Regions from separate parts of the Sus scrofa genome. Here region 1 is linked to region 2. Evidence: chromatin contacts called from public HiChIP or PLAC-seq data. All regions are on one chromosome and are shown on one strand. The core of a region is the stretch at or near the end of the contact, and the rest is flanking DNA. Distances in the headings are between cores, read along the strand shown. Region 1 has its middle 39 kb from the start of PRKCB. Region 2 overlaps PRKCB (protein kinase C beta type).

Region 1 (5,685 bases), core at 3,115-5,614, 340 kb after region 2:
CTCTCAATGACCTCCTCCAACCCCCTTGTCTTCGCCTCAGCTCCTCAAAAGAGCAGAGCCTGAAAGAGGGGTTTTCGGTTTAACTTGGAAAGTGGTCCAAAGAGGTGGAAGAGATGCTAAAGTGAGATGCTCTCTACTTATACCTGTTCACAGCGAGGTGCCACAGTATTGGCTAGAGTTAAAAAGTGAATCTAGGAATTCCTTGGTGGCTCAGCAGGTTAAGGATCTGACATTGTCTCTTGAGTGAGGTTGCTCTCCAAGCCTCCTTTTTTCAGGATTGTCTGAAATCTTCGTAGTAGTTAAGACTCTTATGGATGTAAGTGACAAGAACTGAATTTAAAATGAACTGAGGGTTTGTTTTATATTTCAGGATTTCTAGACTTCATGTAAGTGAAAAATCCAGGCATAGATCTCAGCTTCAGGCACAGTTTGATCCAGGGCTTCCAACAATGGCCTCAGAAATCACTCTCTTTCCATCTCTGGGCTCTGCTTTCCTGGGTTGGTTTCATCCTCAGACAGACTCTATCTGGGTAGTGGTGCTGGTCGCTCTGAGCTTCAGCCTACTGGCTTACTAACTCCAAAGGAAGGACAGTTCTTCCTTTCTCCAGGATTTCAACAAATGTCTCCAGCAGAGCCAGCTTCAAATATGTATGAGCTTCCTGTGGCTGCTATAACAAATCATCACAAATTAGGTGGATTAAAACAACAGAATATATTCTCTCATAGTTCCTGAGGCCAGAAGGCTGGATTTAAGGTGTTGGCCGGACCATGCTCCCTCTGGAGTCCATAGGTGAGAATTCTTCTCTGCTTCTTCCAGCCTCTGAGAGCTGTCAGCATTCCTGCTTTTCCTCGGTTTATGGCCACATCGCTCCTATTTCTGCCTCCAAATCTTCACACTGCCTTTGCCTCTGTATGTCTGTCTCCTCTTCTTCTTTTTTAAATGATTTTTATTTTTTCCATTATACTTGGTTTACAGTGTTCTGTCCATTTTCTACTGTACACCAAAGTGACCCAGTTGCACACACACATATATATATATATTCTTTTTCTCACCTTATCCTCCATCATGTTCCATCACAAGTGACTAGAGAGAGTTCCCCATGCAAAATGCAGCAGAATCTCATTGCTTATCCACTCTAAATGCAATAGTTTGCATCTATTAACCCCAGATTCTCTGTCTATCCCACTCCCTTGCCTCCCCCTTGGCAACCACAAGTCTGTTCTCCAAGTCCATGAGTTTGTTTTCTGTGGAAAGGTTCATTTGTACCGTATATTAGATTCCAGATATAAGTGCTATCATATGGTATTTGTCTTTCTCTTTCTGACTGACTTCACTTAGTATGAGAGTCTCTAATTCCATCCATGTTGCTGCAACTGGCATTATTTTGTTCTTTTTATGGCTGAGTAGTATTCCATAGTGTATGTATACCACAACGTCTTAGTCCATTCATTTGTCGATGGATGTTTAGGTTGTATCTATGTCTTAGCTATTGAGAATGTGCTGCAGTGAGCATATGGGTGCATGTATTTTTTCAAGGAAAATGTATTTTGTCCAGGTATATGTCCAGGAGTGGGATTGCTGGGCCATATGGTAGTTCTATATTTAGTCTTCTGAGGCGCCTCCATACTGTTTTCCATAGTGGTTGTACAAATTTATATTCCCACCAGCAGTGAAGGAGGATTCCCTTTTATTTGTTATTTGTTGACTTGTTAATGATGGCCATTCTGACTGGTGTGAGGTGGTACCTCTTTGTAGTTTTGATTTGCACTTCTCTAATAATGAGTGATGTTGAGCATTTTTTTATGTGCTTGTGGGCCATCTGTATATCTTCTTTGGAGAAATGTCTATTCAGGACTTTTGCCCATTTTTCAATTGGGTTGTTGGTTTTTTGACTGTTGAGTTGTATAAGTTGCTTGTATATTTTAGAGATTAAGCCTTTGTTGGCTGCATCATTTGAAACTATTTTCTCCTGTTCTGTAGGTTGTCTTTTTTTTGGGGGGGGTTGTTTTTATGGTTTCCTTTGCTGTGCAAAAGCTTGTCCATTTGATTAGGTCCTATTGGTTTATTTTTGCTTGTATTTCTGTTGCCTTGGGAGACTGACCTAAGAAAACATTTGTGCAGTTGATGTCAGAGAATGTTTTGCCTCTGTTCTCTTCTAGGAGTTTGATGGTGTCTTACATTGAAGTCTTTAAACCATTTTGAGGTTATTTTTGTGCATGGTGTGAGAGTGTGTTCCAGTTTCATTGATTTACATGCAGCTGTCCAGTTTTCCCAGCATCACTTGCTAAAAAGACTGTCTTTTTCCCATTTTATATTCTTGCCTTCTTTGTCGAAAATTAATTGACTGTAGGTGTGTCAGGGTGCCTTCTCTTCTGTCTGTCATCCCCTGTGTATCTCTCTCTCTCTCTCTTTTTTTTTTTTTTTGCTTTTTAGGGCCATACCTGAGGCATATGGAAGTTCCCAGGCTGGCGGTCAAAGCTGCAGGCTTACGCCACAGCCGTAGCAACGTGGGATCTGAGCTGCATCTGTGATCCACACCACAGCTCATGGCAATGCCAGATCCCCAACCCCTGATGGAGGCCAGGGATCGAACCCTCATCCTCATGGATAATAGTCAGATTTGTTTCCTGTGTGCCACAACGGGAACTCCCCCTGTGCATCTCTTATGAGGACAACATGTCATTGGATTTGGGGTCCATCCAGATAATCCAGGTGACCTCTTCATCTCAAAATCCTTAATTTAGTTATATCTGCAAAGACCCTTTTCCAAAATAAGGTCACATGTTCACAGGAGTTATAGATTAAGGCATGGACGTATCTTTCAGGGGCCAACATTCAACACACTACAGTGGGCATGCAATGCATGCAGTCTCAAAGAACCCCACTCTCAGAAAGGCCCTGCCCAGACTTGGCTTGATGCTCTGCTGTCACCATCTTGAAATTCATAATTGTTGAACCAGGGACTCCACAGGTTGGTTTTGTACTCAGCCTCCCAAACGATATAGCTGATCCTGGTCCTGGGGCAGATAGACTATAAGAAAACTTTACTTGAGGAGCTCCTGCTGTGGCACGATGGGATCAGCAGTGTCTTGGGAGCCCTGAGATGCAGGCTCAACCCTCAGCCCTGCACAGTTGGTTAAATATCCAGCATTGCCGAAGCTGTGGCTTAGCTCTTGACTGGTGCTCTGATCTGATCCCTGGCCTGGGTGCTCCATATGCCTCTGGGAGGCCAAAAATGAAAAAAAAAAAAAAGAAAAAGAAAAAAAGGAAGGGAGGAAGGAAGGGAGAAAGGAAGGAAGGATGGGAGAAAAAGGAAAAAGAAAGAGAAAGAAAGAAGGAAAGAAGGAAAGAAAGAAAGAGAGAAAGAAAGAGAGAGAGAGAGAAAGAAAGGAAGGAAGGAAGGAAGGAAGGAAGGAAGGAAAGAAGGAAAGAAGGAAAGGAAGAAAGGAAGAAAGGAAGGAAAGAAGGAAAGAAAGAAAAGAAGGAAAGAAGGAAGGAAAGAAAGAAAGAGAACTTTACTTGGGATCTAACCCAGGCCACTTTCCAGCTCATCAGACCTTTATTTATTTATTTTTGGTCTTTGCGTCTTTTCTAGGGCTGCTCCCGTGGCATATGGAGGTTCCCAGGCTAGGGGTCTAATTGGAGCTATAGTTGCCGGCCTACATCAGAGCCACAGCCACACTAGATCCGAGCCGCGTCTGCCACCTATACCACAGGTCACGGCAACGCTGGATCCTTAACCCGCTAAGCAAGGCCAGGGATCAAACCCGCAACCTCATGGTTCCTAGTTGGATTCGTTAACCACTGTGCCACGACGGGAGCTCCGATCATCACACCTTTAGAGTGTGTGTGTGTGGTTTTTCCATCCCCGATCCATTGGCCTTGAGTAAAAACTATGACGAGACTAGAAGCTCCTAAGAGCATCTAACTTTGTATCTCGGCGAAGATTTCACAATGGAGGGAGTCTTTAAACTGAGACAGAAACTGGAGTTCCCTGGTGGTACTTCAGGTTAAGGATCTGGTGTGTCTCTGCTGTGGCTCAGGTCCCTGCTGTGGCATGGGTTCAATCCCTGGCCCAAGGATTTCGTATGCCAGGGACACAACAGCAACTACAACAAAAAGCCTGATGGCAGTTAGCCAGTTAGCCATCAAGGATGAAGAAGCGTCTGCGAAGCAATGACATGACAGAAGGTGCTGTGGGCCAAGGGACAAGCCTGTGTAAAGACTTAGAAGAGAGGGGAGGGTGTGTTTAGGGAACTCGCTTGTCAGACTTCCTGTTGCTAGAGGCAGAGCAGGCTCTCAGTGACCCTGACCGCAAGGGATGCTCCTAACGGGGCCGGATGAAGCTTGAGGGCTAACCAGAGAGGCAGGAGGCAGACAGAGTGTCTAGAATGGCATAGTCACTTTGTACCAAGATTCTTGTCACTTCCCCTCAGCAGTTCGTTCCGCCTGGTCGGCCAGAATTTGGCCCAAGACAACGGTTCCTCTGCACACTTCCTCCAGCTTCTGAAAGACGACAACGTCAGCAAGAAAAATGAAGAACTGGCCAGAATCTCAGAATGCAATTAGCTAAGACGGTCTACAGGTATCCACAACACTGAGCTGCTATGGAAGATAAGAGAGGTAGTTTAACTAAGTTGGTAGACGATGGACTTGTTAATACATGGTTTGAGGGCGTTCCCGTCGTGGCGCAGTGGGTAACAAATCTGACGAGGAGCCATGAGGTTGTGGGTTCGATCCCTGGCCTTGCTCCATGGGTGAAGGATCTGGCGTTGCCGGGAGCTATGGTGTAGGTGGCAGACGCGGCTCGGATCCTGTGTGGCTGTGGCTCTGGTGTAGACTGGTGGCTACAGCTCCTATTCAACCCCTAGCCTGGGAACCCTCCATATGCCGCGGGAGCAGCCTAAGAAATGGCAAAAAGATAAAAATAAATAAATAAATAAATAAAAATGGTTTGAGGAGATCTGGGTGGTTATCTAGATTTAAAGGAGGGAGGGTAGTTTGCTACCCCATTCCTGATATCACATTAATTCCTTAGGGCCAAAATGTTAATATCAAAAAAGAAACCAAGCTGTAACAGAAGAAAAAGAAAAAAGCCATTGGAATCCTAGAAAAATGGGGGAAGTTTTTATCATCTTGGATAAGGGAAGACCTTTCTAAGAAAGACATGAATCAGAGACATGATAAGAGAAAAGACTGATACCTTTTACTAGGTATTTCATTTTATTTTTCAAATATCCATATTAAACAAAATCAAAAGACAAACAGCAAATCAGAAAAAAATAGTCACAACATATATAACAAAGCATGGGCTAAGTTTCTTAATGTAAAAAGGCTTTTTAAAAATTACCACGGAGGATTTCCCTAGTGGCTCAGCAGGTTAAGGATCTGGCATTGTCACTGTTGTGGCATGGGTTCAATCCCTGGCCCAGGGAACTTCCGCATGTCCTGGGTGTGGCAAAAAAAAAAAAAAAAAAAAAAAAAAAATTAACACAGAGTTCCCTCTGCAGCTCAGCAGTAACGAACCCAACTAGTGTCTGTGAGGACCTGGGTTCAGTTTCTGGCCCTGCTTGGTGAGTTAAGAATCCAGCATTGCTCTGGCTCTGGTGTAGGCCGGCGGCTACAGCTCCGATTCGACCCCTAGCCTGGGAACCTCCATATGCCGCGGGAGCGGCCCTAGGAAA
Region 2 (5,548 bases), core at 521-3,020:
GATGCCCTGTTGCACATTAGATGTGACTGAGTTGAATTTTTGCCCCCCTAGCAGAGAAAGCCAATGGAAGTGTGAAACGAAGTTTAGAATGGAGGCACTTTTAGCCGAGTCATCGCTGGCGCATGGGGACTTGCTATTGTTGAGCAAATGTCACTACACCCATGGAAGGAATGACTCATGGCCACTGCTGGGAAGAGGAGGAGAGGGAATTAGAAGATTTCAACCTGAAACTCCTATCCCCTGTGTTGTTTTTTTTTTTGTTTTTTTGGGGGGGTTTTTTTTTTTGGTTTTTTTTTGGTCTAGGGGTCCAATCGGAGCTACAGCTGCCGCCCTACACCACAGCCACAGCCACATAGGATCCAAGCTGCATCTGCGACCTACACCACAGCTCATGGCAACACCAGATCCCCAACCCACTGAGCGAGGCCAGGGATCGAACCTGTAACCTCATGGTTCCTAGTCGGACTCGTTTCCACTGCACCATGATGGAAGTCCCTATCTCCTGCGTTTTAAATGAAGATGTTTCATTGGATTTAACCAGAAATGTTTACTTGTTTGATTGGGTTGTCATAAGAAATGCAAAAGAACTATCATTTTAAAACTCTGGGCTATATCTCTTCTAGTTACAGACATCACAGAATTGCTATGGTATCAATCTGAGTTATCAAAGTTATCTTCTTGAGCTGAAATCAATGTGGGTGACGTGTGTTTGCTGAGTCAGTTTTCTTTGAATCACATGTCATATCTGACAAAGTTCGATCGTTAACATAAAAGAGTTCATTTGTTTTTGAGACAGTTCCCAGGAAAACAAACCAATAACTGATGGCTTTTACCAAAAGAAAATGCAACGAAACCCTTAAGGGCCTGTCACTCATTTCAACGATTAGGTCTCACCAAGGGAGCTTGTTGCTCTATAATCCGATCTGCTCTGTGCACACAAGCCTCCCTTTGTGGTTGGTGTCTCAGACTAACAGAATGGGCTTTCTGCAAGCCTGGAGTGGAACAGGTTGAGTGCCCTGGAGTCCATGTAGGTAGGACCATGGTCCTATATTCTTGGAGCCAGCTTCTGGGTTTGAACTGCATCCCCTGCTGCATGAATCGGCAAGTCTCTCCTTTCTCTGAACCTCCATTTCCTCTTCTGCAAAATGGGGAGACTAAGAGAACCCACCTTATAGATCAGTGTAAAGCTCAACGAGCAATGCATAAAAACACTGAGATGGGTTTTCGATGCTCAAAATGCACGATTTTGAGTGATTTTCAAGGAGGCAGATAATGTGAAACTGGGACCAGGGCGGTGGTGGGGGGGCGTGAAACAAACTCTGGCCTCTTTGATTATATTAACCATCCGTGCTTGTACATCCAAAATATTCACCATGCGTATTGATACTGATCACTTACAGTACCTGCTATCATGTTTGCTGTAGAAACGACGATGGGCTATGCTGTTAGGAAACAGAGAATCGTCTGAACAGGGCTTGAATTTCTGAAAAAGCTCGCAAAGACGCGGTGGAGATGGATAGGGAGAGGGTGAGCTATGACAGCACAATAATTGGACCCGGGGTCATGCTTTATCACCTGAGACAGAGTTTCCATGTTAATAGGCTCTATCTGGCCCTGCGTCAGAGGGCTACATTTCCCTTTGTATGATTTCTCCCCAAGAGTCACTGTTTTGAAGAAAATACACACTAAGGGAACCAGACAGGCCAGTCTTTGCTTCCTTCACTTTAAGGAACTGCCCATACCACTTCTGCTTTTCAGAGCATCCGTTTCCTGTTGTCCTTTCCAACAGATGGCAGGAAAAGTGACCTGTCCCCTTGGCTGCCGCTAAGTGGATCACAGGATCCCCGAGCCATACTGGCCCGCCAGTCCCTCTTTCCTGGGACTTTACAATTCTAAGCTCTTCTAGATGTGGGAATCAGACGTTGAGAACTGAGAAATGACATAAGGCTGAGGGAGGCAGTGAGGACGCACCACCACAGTGAGAGATGTCAGCAAAAGCCAGGATGACAGCCCAGGGGGTCCCCAAGGTGCAGACAATGATGGCTGCGTTCAAAGAAGCTTTCTTGTCCCAAGTGCACTTCTTGCCTTGGGATCTTGGGAGGGACACAGAGCCTGCCATTTCTTTCCAATAAACCCCCCATCTACTCCCTCTGGCTCGAAAATAAAACTTGCACTCCAGATAGTTCCCTTTCCTTGGGAGAATTACTTTTATGGGGAAAACAGACCCTTCTGCTTTCTGGCTCTGTGATTTACTCTCTTCGGAGGGGCGAACGTAGGGGCTACCGAGAAGCAGTCAGTCTCATCATTGATGGGAGACCTGGAGGAATCTGGAAAGTGGAAGGGCCTCCCCGTGACCGGGGAAGATGAGTTGGCAAAAACACACGGCAATCAAAATTGTGTACGAAAGACGGGGGTGCTGGGAGGAAGGTGCCATAATTGGGATAGAACCAAAGAGAAGGCAGGAATCCAAGATCAGACAGCAAAAGTCAAAAGGTTCTCTGGAAGAGGATTAAGGGAACAGGTAGCAAAGCCTTTGAGCTATCTGTGAACCATGTGATAAAAAGACTCACCATATGGTGCAGGAAGATAGCAAAGCAGGTTGAAGTAAAGGGAAGAGCTTTTGTCTGCAGGATTATATAACCACCTCTAATGTATGGACGTATATGTATGCGTGTGAATCCATACCACTAATGAGATTAAAATTAGGCTAGACGCCCACAACGGGAGCTCCGAGACTTTAGAAAAGGCCTTTGTTACTGGTATGAACTAAACTGTCTTTTCATCTCCTCAGGCAATTTCTTCCTACAGTAATTCAGTGCTGCACTTGGAGCCTGCAGAAGACACTGAAGTCTGGGGCTGGGACCTTGGGATCGTTCTCTTGTGCCCAGATGCAAAGCGCACACGAGTTCAGTACCCGCGTGGCTTTGGTGGAGACAGCTTGAAGGTTGCTGAGGGCTGTGCTGTTGTAGCATTGATGTCCGCATCCAGGGCATTAAGTACACCGGGGACCAGGATCTTTGCAGGGGCTCGTGAAAGTGTGTTCATTTCTTTTAGATTCACAAGGGGAAAGTGATGGCATATGGAGGTTCCCAGGCAGGGGTTGAATCGGAGCTGTAGCCACCGACCTACGCCAGAGCCACAGCAACACCAGATCCGAGCCGCGTCTGCAACCTACACCACAGCTCACGGCAACACTGGATCCTTAACCCACTGAGCAAGGCCAGGGATCGAACCTGCAACCTCATGGTTCCTAGTCGGATTCGTTAACCACTGCACCACGACGGGAACGCCAATAGACAATCTTAATGTATGCATCCTTCTGCCAAAGCAGTCATAAGATCTGGTTTTTAACTTTTGTGCATGGTATAAGGAGGAATCCACGAAAGGCTCCACAGCAGTTTTGAATCTGTTTCGATAAAGAAAAGACTAGCAGGTGGGTGGAGACAAGTGGACCCCAAAGTAGAGAAAAGCACTATTAGAGATGGAAGGAGGCAACTGGAATCACAAAAGCTGATTTCCAGTCCTGGTCCTGCCTCCTCCCAGCTGTGTGATCCTGGGGAGGTCACTCAACTTCTCTAACTCACAACTTCCAAAGAAGTCTCATATGAGGGGTTCAGATCTGTCACTACCTTGCAGGGCTGTGGTGAGGATTATTATGATGTAATGCATGTAGATCCATCACATGGTCCCTGGCAATGAGGATGGGCTCAATAAAAGTCGGAGGCAATCGAGATGGGCAGGTGGAATTGCAGAGGGAGGGGATGCGTGACAGATCTGGTGAGGGTTAAAAGAAATAGAGGTTGATGGGAAAAGGGAACCAGTTGAAGAGCTGCCACACACACTAGACATGCTTCCAAGACTTGGAGGACCCCACGGGCTGAAGCCTGCTGAGAAAATGAGAAGGGAAGAAGCCAGAAGAGTGAAGTTCATGCTCAAGAACCCTCCCAGGAAACCGGGCTGATAGCTTACAGTTCCAACAAGCCTTTGCACAGAGATAGATAGGAAATCAACATGCATAGAGAAGGACGGAGAACAGGAGTTCCCGTCGTGGCTCAGTGGTTAATGAATCCGACTAGGAACCATGAGGTTGCGGGTTCAATCTCTGGCCTTGCTCAGTGGGTTAAGGATTCGGCATTGCTGTGAGCTGTGGTGTAGGTTGCAGACGCGGCTCGGATCCCAAGTTGCTGTGGCTGTGGCGTAGGCCAGCAGCTATAGCTCTGATTAGACCCCTAGCCTGGGAACCTCCATATGCCGCAGGAACAGCCCTAGCAAAGACCAAAAAAAAAAAAGACGGAGAACAGAAAAATTTAGAGCCTCTGTCATGAAGGGCATGCAGTTTGTCTAATGGCAGAGGCTCAGAGTGAAAACAAGGCACACGAACTCTGCTTACACTCAGAAGGAAAGAGAAGAGAGGGGGCAATGAGAAGATAGGAGGGGAAAAATGATAGCCTTCTAGAATATGTTTGTGACAGATGAGGTGACCACGGTTGAGATTAGAAATGCAAGTGTTAAGTATCCAGCAATCAAAAGCCTAAGTATCTAAGCTAAATTCAGGAGTTCCCTGGTGGCCTTGCAGGTTAAGGATCCCACCCTGTCACTGCTGTGGCCTGGAGCACTGCTGTGGTGTGGGTTCAATCCCTGGCCCAGGAACTTCTGCGTGCCATAGGTGGGACTGAAAAAAATTTAATCTGTAGATGCCACTAGCAGTGTGACGTCACCAAGTTATTTTAACTTCGTGCATTTCATTTCTCATCTGTAAAGTGGGGATTACAGCAAGTACCTTACACCATAAGGGTGAGCCATGACACACAAAGCATTTAGAATAAAGCCTGCCCTGTAGTAAGGGCTCAAAATATTAGGTGTTAGCATCATCACAACCACTGCCACTACAAGCACATATGTTCCCATGTAGGTAGATATTTTTGTCTGTTTTGTTCACAGCCATTTCCTCTGCACCTAGAAATACACATACTAAATGCTCAATAAATACCTGTTGAATGAACAAATCCTTAATTGTGCCTGTCAGTGGGAAGTTACTGTAAAAGATCTAACTTCTCCTGGGAATAAGTTCCAATCTGAATCCCAATTCCTTTTCCTCACGTCTGCCCTCTGCTGTCCTAAGCAGCCACCAGGCCTTGTGCTCAGACCTGGAGAGTTAGATCTAAGAGATCACTGATGACCTGGGAGAAAGGTGATTCAGAAGATGCTGAGGGTCCAAGTCACAGTGCAAAGGGATAAGGCACAGGTGGGCAGGGAGGAAGTGGAGGCGGCAAGTCCCAAAAACGCGGTTTGATTCTCCGGATATAATCAGCGGGTAAAGGACAGAGAAGGCAGAGTGGAGATCACGGAAAACATTTTTAGGGATACAGGAAATGTTGAGCTTGCTCTTCATCTAAAGGAAAAGATACAGGGGGGAGGAAAGATCAGAGACTTTCTGTTCCTTCCAGATATACACAATAAAATGTAGCGAAAGACGTCATGGTCTTGGAAATACAATGGTAATTGAAGTACCAAATTGTTATGTGAGTGTAAGATCTTTAAGGCAGCT

What was found. HiChIP or PLAC-seq counts read pairs in DNA pulled down with a chosen protein or histone mark.
Region 1: an H3K27ac HiChIP or PLAC-seq map of alveolar macrophages shows a contact between it and region 2. The contact joins two enhancer-like sites. A contact is called at or near these places in 1 of 47 Hi-C or Micro-C datasets (blood) and 1 of 2 datasets of contacts at active chromatin or transcription factors (alveolar macrophages).

The regions. Positions count from the first base shown.
Region 1 is chr3:22,419,902-22,425,586 of Sscrofa11.1, forward strand. No RefSeq gene overlaps it. Among named protein-coding and RNA genes, the nearest start is that of PRKCB, 39 kb to the left of the region's middle. Within about 2 kb of position 4,365, at least 13 of the 83 cell types and tissues checked have an H3K27ac peak or open chromatin away from gene starts, as enhancers often do. A contact at or near this core is called in alveolar macrophages, where this site is marked.
Region 2 is chr3:22,081,316-22,086,863 of Sscrofa11.1, forward strand. The region is part of intron 9 of PRKCB (protein kinase C beta type); the gene reads right to left. Among named protein-coding and RNA genes, the nearest start is that of CACNG3, 120 kb to the left of the region's middle. Within about 2 kb of position 1,771, at least 3 of the 83 cell types and tissues checked have an H3K27ac peak or open chromatin away from gene starts, as enhancers often do. A contact at or near this core is called in alveolar macrophages, where this site is marked.